Linked DNA regions of Mus musculus: regions 1 and 3 are each linked to region 2. A link is a contact called in public Hi-C and Micro-C data. All regions are on one chromosome and are shown on one strand. The core of a region is the stretch at or near the end of the contact, and the rest is flanking DNA. Distances in the headings are between cores, read along the strand shown.

Region 1 (2,700 bases), core at 117-2,616, 110 kb before region 2:
CATGATGGGCTGAGCTCTGTGCTGTTGCCCCTCCCTGACACCGGCACGGACAAAACAACTTAGTTCTATCAGCCTAGAAATTCACAATAACTCAAAGTGCTTGTTTGAGAAAAAGGACTCAGCGTAGGCAGGAGTAGTGAGCTTCGTGGTGTCTTAATCGGCCTTCTCCATCTCACTCACTGTTAATGGTCTCTAGCTTTCATACCAGCAGCCTCACAGCCACTGGAGGGAGTGGCCATCCCTAGAGTCTGTCACTACTGACCCTGCCTGGCAGGAGCTGTCCAAGCTCTCCTCACAAAGCTGGCTTTTATTTGAACCAAATCTCATGCCCTGAGCATTTGTCCCAAATGCTCAAATAGTTAAAAACTTTTTCTGTTTTTAAGATATCACAACTGCTTGAGAAAAGCATCATTTGTGGCAAATAGTATACTAGATAACCATCTAAGACAATCTGGGAGTAAGATATCTTATGAAGCCTTTGAGAAGTTATGGGATACAGGGGAGTAGAAGACCATACTCAAGTGTAAGGCTATGTGAATGCCCATAAAAGACCCAAAATGGCTACAGAATGACGGCTAACATGAGTTGTGATCCAATGTAACGTCGAGGTTTGCTCCAACCCAAGTAAAAAACCCTTTAATACAGAGTTGATATACTGGTCCACAGGGCTGAGGATAGGGCTGGAGAGATGGTTCAGCAGTTAAGAGCACTGTCTGCTCTTCTGAAGGTCCTGAGTTCAAATCCCAGCAACCACATGGTGGTTCACAACCATCTGTAATGAGATCTGATGCCCTCTTCTGGGGTGTCTGAAGACAGCTACAGTGTACTTACTTCTAAAAAATAAATAAATCTTTAAAAAAAAAAAAAAAGAAGGAATGTTATAGAATGGCAAACCTGTTTCCGCGAAATTCCTCACTGCAAAACATGCACACACCATGAAAGCTTGTATCATTTCGCTCTCGCTGTTGCTGATCCAGAACTTCTTTCTGTAAATTATAAAAGGACTTATGAGTTTATCTTTAATATCTGTACTAAGCAATTAGTCACCAAGCAGCGCCAGTCTAGATGAGAGTGTAAGAGTACAAAGGTCATGCAGTAAGGTTGCTCATACTTCTGATTTCTTTGTTCTTGTCTGGGCATTGAAACACTCCAAGGGAGTCTCACTGGACCATGAACCTCATCAAGGGCAGGCCTATGGCCAGCAGTATGTGGCCAACAGAAAACCAACTCAATGGTATTTTTGGAAGTATTTTGTCTCACATTGTTTTGTCTGAACTTTTTTTTTTTTACCAATATAGGTCTTTTGCTTGTGCATTATGACTTCTGATTTTGTTTCTCTAGGTTTTCTCTGTGTGTGACTCTGTGTGTGACTGTGTGTGTGTGACTGTGTGTGACTCTGTGAGTCCAGGCATCTCTAGGTGTTTCATGTGCTTTCTTCCACTCCTTTTCACCTTGTTTATTTTGTTTTAATCGGATTTGTTTTTATTTTATCATATTATTGGTTTTTCAGATGCTTGTTTATATTTTAATGAAAGAGAAGCAGTGTGCATTTGGGTGAGTGGTGAACTGGGCAAGATCTGAGAATTGAGGGAGGGGAAGCCATAATCAGAATAAGATGTATGAACGACATCTATTGTCAGTAAAGAAAAGGAACACTAAGTCTGCACGTCACAGTAGGCCGTGGGAGTCACATGGCAATGGATGGCAATGGATGCAACTCTGAGCCAGTGAGGGAAGATCTTCCAGACCTTTCTGTTGGCTGTGTCAGGCGTTTCCTGTCCTCGCTTCCCATCAGAGTAGAATCTGCTACCTGGTTCTTGGATTGCTCTTATTCTTAAACCTCTATTCAGTTTGTAATCAAGTTCTGATCATTTCCCCACTATCTCTAATAACATTACCCCGAGCCCAGATTTTGTTGAATTATTATGAAATGACTATAAATAAATATCAGAGTTACCATGATTGCAATCCTTGCAATATACTTCCATCAAAGGGAGAGAACCATTTACTAAACGTGCTTCTATGTACAATTATCGTGTTGGGCTGCAACTGAAATGGTTTTATAATGTTCTGCTAGGTTCTGCTCTAGTCAGGGCGGCCCTATTCAATGTCTCTCTGGGAGGTCAGTATTCTCCTTGGCTTCTCTCTTTTACAAATTATTACACGTTCATCAAGATCCAGTGTGATTCCTGCAAACTCCCATTAAAAAACAAAACAAAACAAAACACTTTAATGCACATTTCTCAAGCCTGTGACAATACTAATCCTGATGCTTTAAGAGAAAAATCTTACTTAGCATAACATTGTCTTCATTTTGATTCAATGTGATGGATTTGATGAGTCAGTACCCTAGTGATACTAAGCCATAACAGGTTTTTCACTGACCAGAATTAAGTTGTTATTGGAATCTTAATTGCACAACCAAAAAGTAGCTAAAGTAATATGGCTAACCTCATTTACAGGATAGTAAATTAGAGGCAGCATTGGGTAAAAAGGGCAATAGAGGAAGACTATGACTGGTTAGTAAAGTGTCCAAACCAGGCTGTTCTCTAATACTTTGGTTCCAGGACAATCTCATGTAGTCTATATAACAGTATATATAACTGCTAATTATTTTCAAGTTTAGTACACTCACTCTCCCTTTGTCCCAAATCTCTTGTTCCTCTTTATAGTTCTGATCCCTTTTCAAAACTTTCCCAG
Region 2 (2,700 bases), core at 97-2,596:
GTGGAATTTTGGTGATCTGGAAAAACATAAGTACGGGATATATGGCAAACCCATTGATAGGAATCTCACTCATGGAAAGTGGGAAGAAATTGCACTTTTATTTCCCTGCTACTGAGATAAAAAGCTGTGAAGGTTAAATGGAAAAAACATCAACAAGGACTGAGAACCCAAATTAACCCCCAAAATTAACACTTAAACAAAATGGGTGGGGAGTGGAGCGCGACCAAAAGAAAAGGTAGTCTATGATGAAAGTTTGACTTTTGGTCTCTACAGTGGAACTGAAGAAAGCAGCAAAGTCAGGTTGATACAAAGTAGCTGTGATGAATTTTAAAACCCTATTTTAAATATTCTGTGAGGGCTGGAGTGAATTTAATTCTCTTTTCTCTTTCTCTTAGAATGTAACATCTCCCAGGCTACAGGGCCAAATGATACCTGAGACACACACATCCTTTCCTTTTGAAGAGGACTACAACCTGCAACCAGCAAATAAGTATTAGAGAGCCGTGACGTGACTAGTCTCCAACTTGGAAACCGGTCCCAAACTACATAAAACACCTTCCCAGAGCCAAATTCAGCAAACCGGGGAGAGCGAGGGCTACAAGTCAGGAAATAGCGGCTAATCACAGCTTTACAGTCACACGTGTGCAACCCAGACCTGACCCACACCCACTTGGCGGCAAGTGCAAAGCACAGAATTCCAAACCGGAAGACAGCAAAGGAGCTTTCTCAGAGGCCGGGAAGGCAGCTCTTCACATTTTCTGCTCCCACCCCAAAACAGCTTCAGCCTGGCAACCTCCGTCTGCCCAACCCATATCTCTGGGTCCCGCCCGCGGCTTTTTCCCTGGCACCAAGGTGGTCTCCCAGCCGACCAGCTTCAAAGGTTTGAGCGGCTGCCAGCTGCACCTCGGGCACAGAAGAAGGAAGACAGATCACCCGCGCCTAAGGGACAGCACACTCACCTTCATGATCTGTGTGTCCGATTCCGCCGCGGACCCCGCGGACCCCAGCCTCCCGGGGGTCCACAGGAAGCCCCTGGACCTCACTAGCAGCCATTACCTGGCACAGTAGAAAGGGGCGGGCCGTAGGCGGGGCGGAGCGGTGATACACCAATAAAAACGCGCCTGGGGTCGCATGCCGCCTCACTGAGGGAGTTCCTACACGCCTATGCTGTGCCGTCACATTTTGGACCAATCGATTGTGGCGAGCCTAACTAGGTGCCCCGCCCCCAACCGCTGTAGTCCCGCCTCCTTCCGGAGCCGGGAGCGTAAGAACTACAACTTCCAGCATGCCGCGAGGCAGTGGGTAGGCAGCGCTGGACGGGCGCTGACGGGCGGGGGTGCGCCCGCGAGTGCCCCGGCGTGTTCGCTTAGTTCAGTGAATCAGAACAATGACTGCGCCGCCGGGTCCCCGGGAGCGCGTCGCAGGGCTGTGAGCAGCCGCGGCCGGCAGAGCGGCGGGCGGCTCCGCCTCGGCGGTGTAGTGTCAGTGCCGGCTCCGGAGCCCCGGGAGCAGACCCTGCCCAGCGCCGCAGCCCGCGCGATCCGCTGTGCTCCAGCGACACAGCTGCTCTTCGGGAGCGGTGCATTGTTGTGAGCCACTGGAGGGGCGCGGGGATTGCACAGCCCGGAGCCCCTCAACGCCCTTCATAGCCATGTGGATACCTACGGAGCACGAGAAATACGGCGTGGGTGAGTGCTCGCGGGCGAACTTTTACCACGCTCTGGTCCTTGCCCCCACGCAGCTCGCTCCGCTCCAGGCTGCAAATGCCAGGTCTTGGCATTGCACAGCGGGTCCCGGGCTTGGCCGCACCGGCCTCCGGCTGAGGGGCGAGCACTGGGGGGCTCGCTCCTCACCGTGCACTCGGCGCTCCTCGAACCCGATCCCAGAACGTCCGGACTGCCGCTCCGGTCTCTGCTGGCTGGCGGAGTTTGGAGCGGCCGCGGGGCGTGTTGCGTGTCAAGTTGGAAGGGGAAGCCAACAGGGTTTCTCTCCCTTCTACCCCTGCTGGCCCACAGCGGCAGAGAGCTGGCAGTGGGCTGCTAAGATTTCCCGGGGTGATGAGGGAGACCAGGAACCGGCTGCTAGAATACTCCCAAACAGTAGGGAGGCGCGAAGTCCCTGCGGCTGGGGTCGGCATTCCCAGAGTGCAGAGTGTAGCCCCTGTGACAGACGGAGTCGGGACGTAGCCTCCTTCCTCCCTCGCCTCCCGGGTGTTTGGGGTGTGTGTTGCGAGCAGGGGGGTTGGTAAATTTCAACATCTGTGCTCCTGCGCTCTTTGGTCCTTGGAGGGGAACCGAGATTTTGGCAGGGTTTTTACTTCTGGCCACCTTCTCTACCAGGGAATGAGCGCAGTGGGGGTCATAGAGGCCGGCTGGAAAGTGACGAGGGAGAGGAGGGTCAGAAAGCCTGGCTCTTAGAGGCTGGCAGGCAGCTTTAGGAGAGGACTACCCTGGCACTGATTTGAGAGAAAAAGGAACAGGATAGCATTCACTGTTCTGTGCAAAGGTGAACAACAAAGACCATTAATGTTGACTGATGAATACAGGAGGCTCCCTTCCCTTCCCTCCTCCCTTGTCGGTAGGATTACAGTTCCCGTTTTTGTTGTTTGATTTCAGCTGGGTACCCCCCTCCCCCTTTGACAGTCACTCCTTTTAGGGTTGAGACTATTAAGAAGCCAGGCTCACTGACAAGCCCGAATTG
Region 3 (2,700 bases), core at 192-2,691, 66 kb after region 2:
TGTTTTTGTTTTTTACAAGGAGCCATCATGAACATCTACCTGGCCCCTGAGCAACCTTCTTATACTCTATTCAAATAAGGAGCTCTAAAATACGATAGCGTCCTCGTTAGGTTGAGTAGGACTGTGTGGCTATTTGTGGAGCTGTTTGGAGGCTCATTATGAACGCATTTATAGGACAGAAACAGAGAGAGATAGTTTCCTCAGTCCTCAACTCTACCTTGGTTCTCATTTTCCTGAGAATAATAATGCCTGAGAAGGCATCAGCTTATGAGAGGCCATGTGGCTCCCAGCCACATATAGTGCCACCACCTATGTAGTCCCGTAGCCCCCCCCCCCCAAATACCTGAGCAGCTATGTTATCTTAACCATAAATTCTTGGATTCAGTCTGCCGGAAGGCTGACTATCTCAGGAGGACTGAAATAAAGAATTCAGTGGTTGGTTATGATCCTGGAATTTGGACTTCTACATTCTAAGGTATCTGAGTACTGAGTCGCTAATTTCTTGCTTCCATTTATGGGTAAGTACCATTCAGGGGTCAAGTTGGTAACTCCCCACAGAGGAAGGACAGGTATATGAACCTCACTTAGGGAATCCTGCAGGGAGGATTAGTGTGTCAAACCCTGGGCCAGGTATCCAAGGGAAATAAGCCATGTGTTAGTGGTCCTATGGCTAGTGAAGCTTCTGTTGGTTCTTTAGTGATCTTTCTGCCTGGGTCCTGTTCTCCTACTCTATCAGCATGGGTACTGTATGGAGGTAAGCTTGCTAGAATGAAGGACGTTTATCTCTAGTTCATGCATAGTGTCTCTGCCTTGCCACGTGCAGTATACATTCTGTGCATGTCAGTTTCTTCCTATAAGGTGTTTTCAAGGCAGGGATGTCAGCAGGCTTTGTGCTGTTTCCAGATACCATCTCTGCACGAATGTTTGCTCATTCTATTTTTAACATCACATCCTTTGTGAGAGCCTCCATAAGGCCCGGATGGCCAAATGTCCTGTTTATCATCCCGGCTTTTCCCAGTTAAATTCCATTCTTTTGTTCATGATGCCTAGAAAGCCTTTGGGGATGGTAGTCTGTGCTTCTGTAATTGTATTGGGCCTGAGTTCAAGCTGATCTGTGCCTTTGAAACTGCCGCAGAAGCCTCTTCAGGGTTCTCTGTAGTTACTAAGCGACCGTAGAGAAAATGACCTGCAGCTCCCAAATAGGGAGCCAGTTTACATGGATTTAAGAGATCCCATCAAAGTCACATGCTGCTGTGGCTGGAAGCCTACCACTTTGCTGATGGTCTGAGAACTGCCATCCTCCCCACCTCCCACCCCCTTTTATCTTAGCCCTCAACAGAGATATTAATAAATCTTTCCAAAATGAGATGCTGACAGTGTCTCAGGCCTGCGCTGATAATGATCATATGAAGGGTCTTTTGTCTGCCTTGGCCTTTTACCTTCAGATCCTGGATGCTGCCCACATAGGGACACTGGTCTCTTTCCAGGGATGGGATTTATATCTTTTCAGCCCTATGCCACTAGATTAGTTGGAACCCTGAAGGTTGTTACAGCTTTTCTTTGTTCTTTCTCCTCCCCTTTCTCCTGTGTCTTGTGGATGGATGTACAGCTGCCCCGTTACATGTTTAAGAGCAGGGATCATGGCATGCTGCCGTCCACCAGTTGGCACCAAACTTGTCTCATTTCAGGCGCCTAATAAATGTTACAATAAATAGAAGTGCACGAATGGCCCTAATAGTATATTAGCAATTTCTTGTGTTGTATCTTGCGTGTATGCATTCATTCTGTTAATTAGTTATGTAGTAGAAAAAAAAAACAAGCTCATTCATTAAGAATTACTGTGTTAGGGGTTGAAGATACTAAGGAGAAATAAAACATAATTGCTATGCTCGGGAAGCACACAACTTAAAATGGATTATTTCTTCTTTGTCTAAGGAAGCCATGGGTAACTAAGTCGCTCAACTGGAGAATAACCTGTGTCTGTCAAATTGACACTCCAGACTCCTCTGGCGTACTGGTTTCTGTTGCCCTACCATGGTATTCAGGGGGTCACTTGGCTGCATATACTTGGGTGTTCTGTTTGTGCAACTCAAACTGATCAGTCACGAGCTTGAGCGCATTTTACAATAACCTTGACGGCTGAAAGGGAATTGATCTTGTCCGGCATGCAGCATTCATCTCATGCTGAGAGCTTTAGATTATCTCAAAGAGCAGAAGACATCTCCAACACAAGAAGGGACAGGATCGCATTTGTTAGTTTTAAGACATATTTATGGCAGATGGCTTGTCATTTCCTTGATGCTGTGTGGGTTTTCACTGTTATAAGCCCATGTATTTCAAAGCTAACTTGACACTGGAAGAAATGGCTCAATTTATTGTATAAAATACTGGAAGTCAAATAGATTTATTTTTTGGTACCTTTTACTGATATAATGACTCAACATAAAATAAAGACTGTATTTCAGATACTGTGAATTACTGCCTGAGTAAATTCAGCTTTGCAGTGCCATTAATATTTTACTGCCACTGTGAATAGGCTGTTAAATTTAAATCAAGAATTATTGGTTCCTTTTGGTAGGACACGTATTTTTACATACACCCTGAACATTAAACTGTTTTCCATACTCACCACATTAAAAACATGGTTTAAATTTATTTTTTGATGACAGATTAGTTTTGAGAGAGATTGAATCAAAAACA

What was found. A called contact is a pair of places that touch in the nucleus more often than the background predicts.
Region 1: a Hi-C map of the N1E-115 cell line shows a contact between it and region 2, with 2.0 times the contacts expected there. The contact joins the enhancer-like site here to the promoter of Dock4 in region 2. A contact is called at or near these places in 7 of 39 promoter capture datasets (the 3T3-L1 cell line, 3T3-L1-derived adipocytes, the HPC-7 cell line and 2 more), 2 of 484 Hi-C or Micro-C datasets (the N1E-115 cell line and embryonic fibroblasts), 4 of 115 datasets of contacts at active chromatin or transcription factors (embryonic stem cells, intestinal crypt epithelium and stem cell-derived neural progenitor cells) and 3 of 9 other capture datasets (adipose tissue, liver and pancreatic islet).
Region 3: a Micro-C map of trophoblast stem cells shows a contact between it and region 2, with 2.5 times the contacts expected there. The contact joins the enhancer-like site here to the promoter of Dock4 in region 2. A contact is called at or near these places in 5 of 39 promoter capture datasets (the 3T3-L1 cell line, 3T3-L1-derived adipocytes and liver), 19 of 484 Hi-C or Micro-C datasets (CD4 T cells, CD8 T cells, bone marrow-derived macrophages and 9 more), 10 of 115 datasets of contacts at active chromatin or transcription factors (the SCID.adh cell line, astrocytes, bone marrow-derived dendritic cells and 6 more) and 3 of 9 other capture datasets (adipose tissue, liver and macrophages).

What each region holds. Positions count from the first base shown.
Region 1 is chr12:40,334,390-40,337,089 of GRCm38.p6, forward strand. It overlaps Zfp277 (zinc finger protein 277), which reads right to left. Exons shown (of 12, transcript NM_178845.3): 5 at 895-986. Among named protein-coding and RNA genes, the nearest start is that of Gm40403, 88 kb to the left of the region's middle. Within about 2 kb of position 1,367, at least 13 of the 459 cell types and tissues checked have an H3K27ac peak or open chromatin away from gene starts, as enhancers often do. A contact at or near this core is called in the N1E-115 cell line, where this site is marked.
Region 2 is chr12:40,444,707-40,447,406 of GRCm38.p6, forward strand. It overlaps Dock4 (dedicator of cytokinesis 4), which reads left to right and starts at 1,347. Exons shown (of 53, transcript NM_172803.2): 1 at 1,347-1,688. The coding sequence starts at 1,652. Zfp277 (zinc finger protein 277) reads right to left here and starts at 1,084. Exons shown (of 12, transcript NM_178845.3): 1 at 960-1,084. The coding sequence starts at 1,053. Gm40406 (a long non-coding RNA gene) reads right to left here and starts at 953. Exons shown (of 2, transcript XR_872699.3): 1 at 1-953.
Region 3 is chr12:40,511,045-40,513,744 of GRCm38.p6, forward strand. The region is part of intron 1 of Dock4 (dedicator of cytokinesis 4); the gene reads left to right. Among named protein-coding and RNA genes, the nearest start is that of Dock4, 66 kb to the left of the region's middle. Within about 2 kb of position 1,442, at least 16 of the 459 cell types and tissues checked have an H3K27ac peak or open chromatin away from gene starts, as enhancers often do. A contact at or near this core is called in trophoblast stem cells, where this site is marked.